2 separate regions of the Sus scrofa genome follow, and region 1 is linked to region 2. A link is a contact called in public HiChIP or PLAC-seq data. All regions are on one chromosome and are shown on one strand. The core of a region is the stretch at or near the end of the contact, and the rest is flanking DNA. Distances in the headings are between cores, read along the strand shown.

Region 1 (7,864 bases), core at 2,187-4,686, 550 kb after region 2:
TCTTGGTGCAGTGGAAACAAATCCAACTAGGAACCATGAGGTTGTGGGTTCGATCCCTGCCCTTGCTCAATGGGTTAAGGATCCGGTGTTGCCGTGAGCTGTGGCACGGATCTGGTGTTGCTGTGACTCTGGCATAGGCCGGCATCAACAGCTCCGATTAGACCCCTAGCCTGGGAACCTCCATATGCTGCAAGTGCGGCCCTAAAAATACAAAAAAGACAAAAAAAATTTTTTTTTTATTTTTAAATTATTTTTATTTTTTTCCATTATAGTTGGTTTACAGTGGTCTATCAGTTTTCTACTGTACAGCAAAGTGACCCAGTCACACATACATACATTCTTTTTCTCACATTATCCACCATCACGCTCCATCACGAGTGACTAGATATAGTTCCCTGTGCTATACAGTAGGATCTCATTGCTTATCCACTCCAAATGCAATAGTTTTCATCTATTAACCCCAGACTCTCAGGCCATCCCACTCCCTCCTCCTCCCCCTCCCCCTTGGCAACCACAGTCTGTTCTCCAAGTCCATGAGTTTCTTTTCTATGGAAAGGTTTATTTGTGCTGTATATTAGATTCCAGATATAATTCTTAAGAATTTTTAAACAAGGGTACAGGATTCTTCTGTACAGGGTCCTCTGGCTATAAAGGATGTTGTGGGACCATTGATGAAACGCGAATGAGGTTGAGGACTGGGTGGCAGTGATGGACCAATGTCCACATCCCCATCCTGCTGGCTGGATTATGGTTGTTAGGAGAATGTTCTTGTTTAAGCCTTCCAGACTTGAACATCTGACACCAATGGGGCATTGTGTTGGCAGCTCACTCTCAAATAGTTCGGGGGAAAAGTCCTCTGTATTCTTTTTTGCAACTTGTCATTAAGTTTGTTTCATTTTTGGTTTGTTTCAAACCAGAAAGAGTGATGGGAAGGAGAGAGAGTTGGGGGAAGGGAAGGAGGGTCTTTCTAATATGGTGCCAATTGACCAGAGACCTGAATGAAGAGGAGCTGGGTAACTGGAGGAAGAGCATTCCAGGCAGAGGCAACAGAGTGGCAAATGCTTTGAGGAAGGGTGAGCCTGAGTGTTTAAGAAATAGCTGGGGGGAGTTCCTGTTGTGGCTCAGTGGGTTAGGAACCCAACTAGTATCCATGAGGATGCAGGTTTGATCCCTGGCCTTGCTCATTTGATTAAGCATCTAGCATTGCTGTGAGCTACAGCTTAGGTCGCAGATGCGGCTCAGATCTTGCATGGCTGTAGCTGTGGCCTGAGCCGCAATGGCAGTTCTGACTTGACCCCTAGCCTGGGAACTTCCATATGCTGCAGGTGCAGCTGTAGAAAGAAAGAGAAAAAAAAGAAGTAGCTGGGGGCCAGTAAGGTTACTGCCGAGAATGGGAGAATGGCAGGTGATGAGGTCAGGGAGGTAGTGCGGACCAAATCAAAGTCCCGGTAAGGATTTGGGATTTTGTCCTCTGTGCTGGGACACACTGAGCACTGGCTCTTCAGAGGGTGCAGAACCCCACTTACACGTGCAGGATAGCCCTGGAAAATAGACTAGAGCAGCAGGGTTGGAAGCAAGGGGGCCAGTTGGGCAATGATGGGATCCTTCACTCTCTGATGGACACATGGGCCACAGAAACTTCCAGAAGGCTTTGAAGAGCCTCTGACCAGCCCCCAGGTGCAGAGCACTGGATGGTTCAGCCCAGCGGCAGTGAAGTCATCTGACTGCTCTGCTGCCTCCCCCCCACCTCCTCTGGAGGAGCCCCGCCAAGATGTGTCTGGCGCAGAAGCTCTTGCCAGGGGCCACTCTGATCATGACTTGCCAGGATGGTTGAGAAGCCAGCTGGTTGCCTTCTTACTCTAATTTTTCTATTATCTGGCCCAAGTGTTGAAAATGTCCTTTTAAATTAATTATCATAGAACGAAAGACAGACTCAGGGAGAAGTATTATCACTGTCAGATCTTGTCTCCTTACTGGGGGTGACTGACAACCATAGAATTTTGGTCCTGTGCAGAAGCCTCAGAAGAAAGGATCTTAAGGTTTTGTCTGCCCCACCAAACAAAGCAATCTGTGCATGACCCATGAATCTTGGATCCAAAGGGACCATGGTAAGGAATAATTCCAGTCTTCTCTCTTTCTGGCCCCATCAGGCGAGTGACAGTTTATAGATTACACGTATTTTAAAATCCAAGAACAGCCTCCCACCTGAAGATGAACATGTGAAAATATTTCTCCCTTACCTTTCATAAATGCATATCTATTTTTAAAGTGCATTTCAAATGTGATCTTAAGCCTGGAAGGCAGTTAATCCCCAGTGTACAGAGCAGCGACCCACACGATTAGAGGGTGATTTGCTCTGGGAAGGAGACAAAGCCAGTGACCTTGGTAATGAGGCAGCTAGTTAGAGCTGAGTGATTTCCAGGTCAGGACCCAGGATGATGTATGGCCAAACAGAGCTCTTCCCACTAATTTTGTTAGCTCGATAATGACTTCCCTCTGTGTGCGCGTGTGTGTTTCTCTGTATGTCTTTGTGTTAGGCAACTCATTTTTTTAATAAAGATTAATTTAATTCTCAAAATAACCCTAGGAAGTTGGAACTCTTAGCCCCATTTTTGCACATGAGGATGCTGCCCCGTAAACTCTTTATGTAAATAAATCCAGGGGAATGATTTCTCAAGTGCACTTTTTCGTTAGGCTCACACGCTTCAGTATATTTGTGTGTGTGTAGGGGGGAGTGTGTAAATATGAAGACAGTTTGTACAACCTCCCCCATCAACTCATTCCATTGCATCCTTCATGTAATGTCTTTAGGAGTCTGTGGCTTTCCTTCCTCCAACCCAGGGACCGGAAGAGATAATGGTGGCAACTGATCATCAGGTGCCCTTGGCACCTAGGAACATATAGATCCCTTGAGCTTCCTCTCAGCCTCTGGACTTGAAACTTTGCAGGCTGTTTGTCACCTAGCGAACCGCAGATCTCCGTGGTCCATTACTGCCACCTAGAGCTGGTGTGTGGAAACACAGATTCTAGATCCAGCCAAAGAGAACAAAGCCAAAGGAGCCGCAACCCTGAGCAGGCAGTTTTGGTCAGACAGAGCTAAAGGGCTTTGTTTAGAAGCTTCCCTTCCCTCCACGGTAACAGCTTTGTTGATACTCGTTCAGCGTAGAGGAGCGTAGGCGCAGGTAAAGTCTCCAGTCTAGGGAGGCTCGAGGTCCACTGTGGTCCAGTGTTCACATGGTAGTTTTTCTATCCCCTGTCGGGGGGAGGAGGCAGCCCCCTCGCTGCCGGCCAGCCCCTGGTCAACTCTTCCAAGCCCAGCCTGGGTGTGACGGGTCGGGGGTGGGGTGAGGACCAGAGCTGGGGGGAGGAAGAAGGAAGGGAAGGGCAGCGTATGCGATTCATTTGGAGCCTAAAAAAGTCGGTGAGCTGGATGATCCTTTGTGCAAAGGGAAGTTCTCAGTATGACTCAGAAACGCCTCCTCATGTCCCTGGTTCCATCTCTGTCCCCAAAGAAAGCCAAAGGGATTTTTCAAAGCGCATGGGCCACCACATCCAGTGAACCCGCTGGACAGGGGTCAACACGCTTTCCAGCCTCGGACTCCTGTCAGTAGGCAGAAGCCATAGTGTTCTCCAAAACAAGTGGGAGGACAGCCTCGCGGAGTGACCTCACAGTTTTTAAGGGCGTTGTTTTTTCAGCCAGGCTTGGAGGAACAGAGAAAAGGGGAAATGTGATCTCCCTGAGCTCATTGTAAGAGCAAATTTAAGATAGTGAATTGTCATGATGTTGGTGTGAACTATGGAGAAGCGTCCTGAGCAGAAATAAGGAGAAAGCAAGTGTGTGAAGTGCCGAGAGAAGGTCATCAGCGGAGCTGCCTTTGACCCCCAGCTGTGTGGTCCCCTTGCCTGAAAGGTCCAGGAGTTCCTGTTGTGGTGCAGTGGAAACGAATCTGACTAGTATCCATGAGGATGCGGGTTCGATCCCTGGCCTTGCTTAGTGGGTTAAGGATCCAGCATTGCCGTGAGCTGCGGGGTAGGTTTCAGACGCCTCTCGGATCTGGCGTTGCTGTGGCTGTGGTGTAGGCTGGCAGCTACAGCTCCGATTCGACCCCCAGCCTGGGAACTTCCATATGCAGCAGGTATGACCCTAAAAAGCAAAAAAGAAAAGTCCAGATGGGACCGACCCATAGAGGTGTAGCTGTAACCTAGCCTCTGTACACCGGCACCAATTAAGCGTCTGAGACAGAGTTCTGGGGGAAGCAGAAGGAACAGCTTTATTGCTTTGCAGGCAAAGGAGGCTAATGCCCTCAAGACTGGGTCCTCCCTTGAGGGGATGGCAACAGGCTTTAGAGGTTTAGCCTGAAAAATCAGGGCTGTTGATAAGGATGACGGTGTCTGCATTCTTCCTCCTCCATAGATTGTTTCACAGTCATCGAGGCCGGAGTCAGGTGGTCTGGGGACGGTTTCTGGTGGTCTTTGGGGTTATCATACCTTGACTCTCTCTCTGCCCTGAAGATTGCTCAGGAAAGCATGTGGGTGCTGGGCGGGGCGGGGGTGGGGGGCTTCAAAGGAAAACAAAACCCCAGGTGCACTATATCTCTAACTAGAAAGTAACCATTAGTAGAAGAAGGCAATTCAGCAAGCAAGAAATTATTGGTGACAAGCCGGTTAGAGTAAGTGAGTGGCCAAGGCGGGACACAACATGACGGAGACTGTTTTAACTCGTTTTTAGCTGAACCAATATTCAGCCTTTTGAGGCTGATGGGAGGTCTGGGAGGCTAAAGCCTTTTGCTTCAAACCCCAAGAACTCAGGGGCTTGGACACGGTTCCAGAGGCAGGAAGCAGACTGGTTGCTGGGCTGCGAGGAGCGAGGATGGCAAGCGACCGTTCCTGGGAGTGGGTTTCTTTTTGACGTGACAGAAATGTTCTGGAATGAGGCGGCAGCGAGGGTCGCACAGCCCGTGAATTTACTGAAAACCCCTGAATTTTGAAGGGTAGGTTTTATGTCCTGTAAATTAAATCTGAAATCAATGGGTGCTTTTCAAATGTGTCTACTAACACTGCCCCCACCAAAGGAGCAGGCCTTGGCCCCGCCACGAGGCTGCCCAGCCCACGTCAGCATCTTGCTTCATCTCTAGCCTTGTCCGGCCAGGAGCTTGACCCCCGAAACGCCTGGCAGGGAAAGGCACCGACTGGACTTGAATCTTGGCTCTATCAATTTCCAAATGAATAATCTTGGGCAAATTACTTTACGTCTCTGAGCCACTGTTCGCCTCTGTCAAATAAGGACGCAAATGACATTTATCTCGGAGGCTTCTGAGAGAAATGAGACCCTCGGAACAGTGCCCGGCATGGGATAGAAGTGGTGTTGGTGTTAGGCTGTTCGCATCCATTCATTCAACAACCCAAACCCGCCATGTCTGTTCCTCTGCATCCGAGTCTGTAGGGACACAAAGGGGACAGGATTCAGGCCCTGCCCTCAAGGTACCTGCCGTGGGACTGGAGTGAAAACGTATCTTGCTTGGTCCTGAGGCTGCTCAGAGGAAGAACGTAAGACTTCCTCTACTCCAAGGAGTGGCGATGGGCCAGGGTGGACCACCTGGGCTCCTGCGCTGTGTCGTGCGAAAGGAGATTCATCTCCCCCTTGGTATCCGGGAGGCGTTTCAGGAGGATTCTGTGGTTCTACTCTGTAGTTTCCACAAAGAACTATTGTGTGTGAGACTAGAGGGCCAGCGGGGACCATTCAGGCAGACATTTCTTACTCAGAGAGACTGCCAGGCCGGTGGTCCACACACAGCACCCCCATCCTCGGCACCAGTGGGAGTCTCTGTGCCCCAGAAGCTGGGGAGGTGAGGCCAACTGAGTGGGCAGTGCCAGATGGCTCCCCAGGTCTGTCTGCCACCCGGCCCCCCGCACCCGAGCCTTCTCCTGACCCTTGGCCGCGAGCACTAACACAGAGCTGGTGGAGTTCATTTCCCGTGAAGACAAAGCCTATAGGCGGACCCACAGGGCAGAGAGCCTGGAGACGTAGGCTCAGGTCCCACTGCCCTCCCCTTGCTTTCCGGTCCTCGCGCAGCCCGTCAGAGGTCCAGGAGGGCCACGTGTGCTGTGACTTTAGTCCCTGAGAGCCTCCCTTTCCTCCTTTAAAAAACAGGTTGGCATTGGCTCCTCAAACTGGCCTTTCTAAAACCCCTTAGAGGCTCGGGGTGAAAGGTCAGGGGTGACCTAAGCAGACCTCTGGGCACCCATCATCTTTTTTGTTTTGTTTAATGTTTTTATTATAGTTGATTTGCAATGTTCTGTCTGTTTCTGCTGTACAGCAAAGTGACCTAGTTATACGTATATATACCTTCTTTTCACATTATCCTCCATCATGTTCCATCACAAGTGACTGGATATAGTTCCCTGTGCTATTCAGCAGGATCTCATTGCTTATCCACTCTAAATGCGATAGTTTGCATCTCCTAACCCCAAACTCCCAGTCCATCCCACTCCCTCCCCCTCCCGCTTGGCAACCATGAGTCTGTTCTCTATCTCCATGAGTTTGTTTCTTTTTTGTAGTTAAGTTCATTTGTGCCATATATTAGATTCCAGATATAAGTGACATATTTGTCTTTCTCTTTCTGACTTACTTCACTTAGTGTGAAAGTCTCTAGTTCCATCCATGTTGCCTCAAACGGTATTATTTTGTTCTTTTAATGGCTGAGTAGTATTCCATTGCATATATGTACCACTTCTTAATCTATTCATCTGTTGATGGATATTTAGGTTGTTTCCATGTCTTGGCTATCATGAATAGCGCTGCAGTGAACATAGGGGTGCATGCATCTTTTTGAATTTAAGTTTTGTCTGGATGTATAAAGCACCTACCATCTTAACCTGAGCACCTTCACTTTTCCAAAGGGAGGGAAGTGGAAAAAAGAATCCCAATCTTTAAAGCAGGGGATAGCCCTGGTTCTGCTGTTCTGTGACTGTGAGAAAATGGGGGGTGATGGTGCTTTTTGGTATGAAGGATGTGTCGCCCTTTGTTGTCTAAACCAGCCCAACAGTTCCCCGCACGCCAGTAACTCCCTTGGGTTCCCTTACTGATGGCCTCTCAGAAGGCCTGGGCCTGAGCCAGGCTGTGAGAGGCTGGAAGCCAGCCCTGGCCCGCTGCCCAGGTCCTTCCCCGAGGCCGCAGGGGAGAAGTTGCCCCGCCAGCCACACAAGGGGGTTTTCTGAGGTGGAGCTGCTTTCAGTACTTTGACATTTTAAAGCTGGGAGGGCCTTATTTAAGCTTGTGGGAGTGTCTCTCTCAGCACCACCTCCTGCAAAGTCCTCTTTCAAAGACTGAAATCTTCAAACTCCAACAGGCCTGCATTCACCAGGTTGCTACCAAGGTCTCAAGGCCTTGAGTGTGTGGGGGTCACAGCAGAAAAAGTGTTGTGATTTTTGTCAGATCCAGCTTCCCCTGCAGAGAATTAGCTAAATCAGTTCTTAAATCTGCTTAAACTTTTAAATCACCTGGGGCAGGGGCCAGAAAAATGCTGATGCAGGATGCCACCCTAGGGAGTCCGATTTTGTTTTAACTGTGCCTTGGGGTGCAGCCTGGGGACCAGTTTTTAAACTCTGTCTCCCTTGGAATTCTAACTGTGCAGGCGAGTGGGGAACCACTGGGCTGAAGGAAATGTCCTGCAAAGACCAGTAGGACCCTCTTCCTGCCACATACACACACACACACACACACACACAGACACCAAATGTCCACATACATGCACATACATGCATGCACACACACTGAGGATTTAATGTCTTGAAATGCGTCTGTTCAAAAATACCATTCAATAATTTCATCTCTCATTTGCTTCAAAGGAAAATGACTTGTGAA
Region 2 (6,839 bases), core at 4,059-6,558:
TGGATTAAACCTGCAACCTCATGGTTTCTAGTCAGATTCGTTAACCACTGAGCCATGATGGGAACTCCGATTTTTGGTTTTAAAAGGAGAGACCTCTGGTCTTCTGATATATTGGGGGGCGGGGGGTAAGTGAAGACTTGATGGAAGGTGGAAGCTCTAGAAAGGACACTGTACAAGCTATTACGTGGAAGCGTGCACAGTGTCAGGGCCAAGTTTCAGTCAATACACAGCCAATCAGAGGTCGAAGAAAAATCAAACATGTATCTATCAGTTATCAGTAACCTCTGCCCTGAGATTTCTGAGTACCTCCCTGTCACCCAGGAGCCCTCCACATCTGCCCAGGTCCCGCACCTTGAAGGTTGGCAGCTCAATTGCCAAGACCCTACTTCAGCTCCAAGGTGGCTTCTGTATGCTGGTGGCCTGGTACCTGGCCACACTGGATGGGGAAATATTTTTCATGCCTCCTCTTGCAAGAGCAATATAAATTAGAAGTAATCCACAAGCATACAGTGATGAAAACAGCACACATCTTGTCAGCACGGAATTGCTGCCAATGGAAAAAAAAAAAACACAAAAGTGGGATTTTTCTAGGCACATACCATGAAAAAACTCCTAAGGGATTTTTCCACGTGTATGCTCTGTTTTGGCTCTAATTGCAGGCTTGTGTCTTGCTTCCAGATCAATGTTTTATATGATGGGAAGAGGGAAGAGTCTTGGAAGAACAGAGAGAAAAACCACATCTGGTGACTGGAGGTCAGGGATGAGAAATGGGAACACGAGAGGCTGGGAGTGGAAACTCTTCCACTCGCCGGGAGTGTAGGGGTCGGGGGGAGTCTGGCTCTCTACTCCATTGAGTAAGTGCGATGAGCGCGAGCCTTCTTTGTTACTCCTTAGAACAATTAGTCTTTGTTGCTCAAGTATGGGGGGTGGGGCTAGGAAACAACGGTGTTGTGTCCAAAATCTCCATCGGGGATTCTTTCTCCTCGACAGGTACTTGGAGAGCCAACAACACCATTACACACTTGTGCAGACCAATGGACCTACGGCCGGAGGAAATCATTCTGTGTTTTATATTTCTCTATCTGAAACAAACTGGGAGGGGCCCGACTCCATCTAACAAGGATGATCTGATGGTAGATGTTAGCTTTATATAAGGTCAGAGATTCTCTGTGCCTGAATTATGTACATTTAAATCCTCAATGCATGAAAAAGAGAAAAGAACCATTAGAAAATGAATGAGACTCGAAAGATATCACTGCCAGGTATAAGGGGAGAGCTTATTTGGATCCTGAATTGAGAAGGCCAACCACGGAAAAGACATTCCGGAGATGATCAAAGAGGTGAGAGTCTGGACTGCGTGGTGAATGAGAGCTGGGAATTCTTGTTAATTGTTATGGGTCCAATAGTGCCATGGTGGCTAATTGAGAAGGAAGTGGACAGGGAGGGAGGGAGAAAAGGAGAAAAGAAGGAAACTAACAGATGCTAACTTAGGTATTTACAGGTGGAATATTGTATACATATTTTGGAGGGTGTGACAGTCTTTCAAATTTTGCAGAAAAATGAACCACCTGAAAATTAAATTAGGAAAACAAGTCTGTAACAGCATCAAAAAGGATAAAATGCTTAGGAATATATTTAAGAAATGTAAAACTTTAACTTTGAAAACTCAAAGAAAAACTGCAGAAGGAAATCAGAGAAGACTGACTTAATTGTAAAGATATCCTATGTTCATGGATCAGAAGATCTAATATTGTTAAGATGCAATACTATCCAAATTGACCTACAGAGTCGATACAATTTCTATCAAATTTCCAGCTGTCTTTTTAAAACAAATTAATAGGCTCATCCTAAAATTCATACGGAGATGCACCTAGAATAGCCAAAGCCATCTTGAAAGACAACAAAGTTAGAAGATGGACACTTCATGATTTCAAACTTACTACAAAGCTACAGTAATCAGGATGGTGTGCTACTGAACTGAGAATCGACAAAGAGATCAATGAGATAGAATTGAGAATTCTGAAATAAACCCTCACACCTACGGCTAATTGATTTTCAACAACAGCACCAAGACCATCCGATGGAAAAAAGAATAGTCTTCAATAATCAATGTTAGGACAACTGGGTGAAGTTGGACCTTTACTTCATGCCATGTGCAAAAGTTACCTCAAAAGAAATCAAAGCCCTAAATGTGGGAGAAAAAACTATAAAATGTTCAGAAGAAAACACAGGAGTAAAACCTGAGACCAGGTGTTAGTAGATTATGACTGTGGCATTTGAACCACATGGGCATGAACCTCAGTCCTGCCAATTCCTTGCTTAATTTCACAAGCTTCCGTGAAAATGAATCACGTCCTCATGCGATTGTTACAAGAACTACATGAGGCAATGCCGGCATCTCCCAGAACATGAACTCGGTCCACATGAGTTCACTGTTAGCCGTGTTCTTAGGAAAAGAACATGTAAGCTACGGAGCAAAATCTATGTGTGGGCTTGGGTACAAGATATCTAATGCCATCTCTAGATTTAACAAAAGAAGTCTAACAAAGTTTGAATTCTCTACAAAGGATGCTTTTTGTGGGATGTGTAGTGTAAAAACTGTTTGCTTCCAAGGTCCCAAGGGTAGCATGTTGGAGTCCTCTGGGCCAAATTCCACCTGAAGATGTGGTTTATGGAGCACCGAGCAACTATCATGTACAATTTTTGAATTTGGATGCTTTTATATAGGGCACCTCATCCCAGTAAACCACAAGCCCCACTATTCCCTATCATATAACCTCAGGCATATCTCACTTGCTTACATCATTGTTTGCTTCCTGAATGTGATTAAGTTTCCACGTACCACCTCAAATGCTGTGAGATCCCTTTGGAGATTATCCAATTTTCTTCTTACAAATGTTTGGGGAGCCTCTTCTTTTTTAAAAAAAGACTTTTTAGGAGTTCCCGTCATGGCTCAGTGGTTAACGAATTTGACTAGGAACCATGAGGTTGCAGGTTCGATCCCTGGCCTCGCTCAGCGGGCTGGGGATCTGGCATTGCCGTGAGCTGTGGTGTAGGTCACAGATGCAGCTTGGATCCCGCGTTACTGTGGCTGTGGTGTAGGCTGGTGGCTACAGCTCTGATTAGACCCCTAGCCTGGGAACCTTCATATGCCGCAGGAGCCGTCCTAGAAAAGGCAAAAAAAAAAAAAAGACTTTTTGAGTTTTGGAAGGTTTTAGAGTTTTTCAAAATATTTTTAATAACAAAAACTATGGCTCTAAAACATTTTAAAGATAACATGTTCCAAGGGAAGTATAACCCAAGATACAAAGGCAAGCCACTTGTGCACTTTTTCATTTTCTAAGAGTCACATGGAAAAAGGAAAAAGAAACATTCTATATTCCTCTTTCAAACTAAGTCCTTGAAAACTAGTGGGTATCTTACACTTACAATTGGTATCTCAATTTGGAATGGCTGCACTCTGTGTCCTCAACAGCCACATGTGGCCAGTGGTTTGTCCACTGGACAGTGAAGATAGAGAAAACCAATGACAGACCAGGCATTGTAAGACCTTCAAGGAAGAGCTGCGGTTATACAGGAAAAGAACATCCATGCTGGAAAGCATTTAAGGGGCAGACTCTGGGGCTTTGGCTTTCACAGTGGTGACAGTGGTCCGTGGTGAAGTTTGAGATGGAGTGAAAGCGAGATCATGTGATTCTAGTGCACAGCGGGGAGCAAAGGATATTCCGGGCTTCCTTTCCTGCTGTGGTTTCTGCTTCCATCCTCTGTACTCCACGCATATGGGGGGTGAGATAGGACAAAGAAGAATGGAAGGTGGGGGCTGTGAGGTCACCACTCTTCATCCTTATCTCTACTTCAAGCTCTGGCCCCAACTCAGCAGTTGCCTGCAGGTCGTGTGGGGAGGGTCTTTCCTGCTACGCCTGACCTCCCCTCCCCAACTCCCGAGACAGCCTTCTCCATCTCCCAAGAATGGGCCTCCTCCCTCTGCTATTCCAGGAATATTATGTTCTCCCAACTGTGATATTTTGGGTCTTTTTGGCAGGAGGTGGGACGGGCAGGGGTGGAAAGAACTCACGAATGTTCTCAGAACAAGGAATGAGTAAAAGTACAGACATCTGGCCCCAGGATTTTGCTGGCTCGGGGACGTCACTGTAAACCCACTAACACTAATTGCTTCCACGTCTGTTCCCATTTCTAGTGGAAATAAAATGCCTCTCTGGCTAATGGAAAATGAAACGCCTGCTTGCTCTTTGTTTACTGCTTTACCTAAGGGCTCTCTGCCCCACCACTCCTCCCCCTGGCCCCCCATCCTGAAACCCTTTATTTTTTGTCTTTTTAGGGCTGCACCTGTGGCATACGGAAGTTCCCAGGCTAGGGGTCGAATCAGAGCTGCAGCTGCCAGCCTACACCACTGCCACAGCAACGCGGGATCCAAGCTGCACCTGTGACTTACACTGCAGCTCGTGGCAAAGCGGATTCTTAACCCACTGTGTGGGCCCAGGGAGAGAACCTGCATCCTCATGAACTGGTCAGGTTCGCTTCCACTGAGCCAAAACGGGAACTCTCTGAAATCCTTTAAAAGGCATCTTGCACCAAGCCTTCAAGAGCCCAAAATGCACAGGGTAACATGGATCAGAAAGGATGCCTGTGTTCCTGCCAGGACCAGAGAACGCCTTAATCCCAGACTAAACAAATGCAGGGGGTGGGGAGAGGCAGAAAGTAGAGAGAGGCAGAGACAGAAAAGGGAAGGAATCCTACTTTGTTTTTAATTCACGCTTCCAAGAATATGGTAGAGCTCCTTACTTGACACAAAGTACCAAGATCTGAACCTCAACTTCTGAATTCAATTTGCCAAAGAAGGGGAAAAGATAAGTCCAGCTGAAATTGGGGTTTAAAGAAATGGACTTTCAACCCATTGGGCCTAGTAATACTTGTCCTTTAAAATGATGTAGAGAGCTCACAGGGAAGCCACTGACAGTCCTGCTCTAGCTTGGCTGCCTGTGTTTACCTCCGTGGCAGGACATATCACACTGATCTAGCTCCCAGGTCAGCAGGATGACAACTTAACACACCTTTCTACCTCCAGCACCAAGCATGGGTCTTGGCAAAGCTGAGGTATAGCACAGACCCCTGGCCATCCTTCCTCTCCCCCTAGTGGTTCTAGTGACAGAACCATTAAGTTATAGCTGGACCCACGTTGCCAAGAATAAAAACTACATTTCCCAGTGTCCCTTGCAGCTATGTGTGGCCATGTGACTTAGTTCCAGCCAATAGGATATGAGGAGAAGTGGTAAATAAACTTCCCATGGCGCAATTCTCCATCTCCCCACTTCTTGTACAAATGTGAATGGTGCGGGGAAGGCGGGTCGTTGGGCATCTTGGGCCATGTAGGCCAGGACAACACCCTAGAGATGCTGGTGCAACAAGACAGGAAGGATCCCGGACAGTGTGAAGCTTTCAGGCTGCTTTCAGCACTGCTGTGTGAGATCAAAATTGTTACTTTGGAACTGGGTTAGAGTAGCTGAAATTATATGCTTAGGATTTATTTGCTGAAGAAGAGAAAGGAGGATACCCCTAAAACAGAGAACCCCACCGTGATGGTTATTTTATATGTCAACCTGACTGGGCCACAGGGTGCCAGACATTTGGTTAAACGTTAATCTGGGGTACCTGGGAGGGTTTCCTGGATGCAGTTCCCATTTGAACTGGTAGACTGAGTAAAGCAGACCGCCCTCCCTAAGGTGGGTGGGCCCCATTCAATTAACTGAAGACCCTAGTCCGAAAGCTGAGTAAGAGGGAGCTCCTCCCGCCCTACTGTCTGAGCTGGGACATCAGTCTTTTCTTGCCCTTGGACAAAAACTGAAACTTCAGCTTTCTTGAGTCTCAAGCCCATTCGTCGGCTTTTAGACAAGAACTAACACCACTGGCTGTCCTGGTTCTCAGGCCTTTGGACTGGCTCCACGGGGTCGTCAGCTTACTGACTAGAGGTTTGGGACCCCTCAGTCTCCATAAATATGTGACCTCATTCCTTGTGATAAGTCTCTGCTTTTATTCCTGGCAACCATGGGTCCAACTGAAAGTTCATGGTTTTGTTATTAGAGAAGGAGGGGAGAACTGACTAAGGGGAGGGACCACCAGGGGTCTGTGCCACATCTATAATTTGCCAAGAGCCACGCTAGATGCTGGAGATAAAAGTGGTGTATAAGACGCAGTCCTGGAGTTCCCGTCGTGGCTCAGTGGTTAACAAATCTGACTAGGAACCACGAGGTTGCGGGTTCGATCCCTGGCCTTGCTCAGTGGGTGAGGGATCCGGTGTTGCCATGAGCTGTGGTGTGGGTCACAGTCGCAGCTTGAATCCCGTGTTGCTGGGATTGTCCTGGTATAGGCTGGCGGCTACAGCTCCGACTCGACCCCTAACCTGGGAACCTCCATGTGCCGGGGGAGCAGCCCAAGAAATGGCAAAAGACCCCCCCCCCAAAAAAAAAGTGATGTATAAGATGCAGTCCTGCCAACGGTCAAAGGGAAGATAGGCAAAGCACTAGTAATTACACCATACCACAAGATATAGACTGACTGATGGATAGACATAAACATAGACATAAACACAGATACATCTCCAATTGGTTGGTTATGTTTCTCCAGAGAACGCTGACCAATGCGCCACTGTTTGGCTCTCATTCTGGAGAGCCAGCCCCTGGTTCTTCCTCCCACTCCTACTGGTGAAGAATCTTACATTCCTAAGTAGATTATATTCTTCTGGGCTGCAGGGATTCACCTTCTTTTGGTTCCACCTCCCTCCATATGCTGCTTACTCCAGGCTGGACACAGAGCAGCACTCC

Evidence for each region. HiChIP or PLAC-seq counts read pairs in DNA pulled down with a chosen protein or histone mark.
Region 1: a contact with region 2 is called in an H3K27ac HiChIP or PLAC-seq map of alveolar macrophages. The contact joins two enhancer-like sites. A contact is called at or near these places in 1 of 47 Hi-C or Micro-C datasets (embryonic fibroblasts) and 1 of 2 datasets of contacts at active chromatin or transcription factors (alveolar macrophages).

What each region holds. Positions count from the first base shown.
Region 1 is chr7:10,325,170-10,333,033 of Sscrofa11.1, forward strand. No RefSeq gene overlaps it. Among named protein-coding and RNA genes, the nearest start is that of CD83, 17 kb to the right of the region's middle. Within about 2 kb of position 3,437, at least 27 of the 83 cell types and tissues checked have an H3K27ac peak or open chromatin away from gene starts, as enhancers often do. A contact at or near this core is called in alveolar macrophages, where this site is marked.
Region 2 is chr7:9,770,838-9,777,676 of Sscrofa11.1, forward strand. All of the region lies in intron 1 of GFOD1 (glucose-fructose oxidoreductase domain-containing protein 1), which reads right to left. Among named protein-coding and RNA genes, the nearest start is that of TBC1D7, 65 kb to the left of the region's middle. Within about 2 kb of position 5,309, at least 6 of the 83 cell types and tissues checked have an H3K27ac peak or open chromatin away from gene starts, as enhancers often do. A contact at or near this core is called in alveolar macrophages, where this site is marked.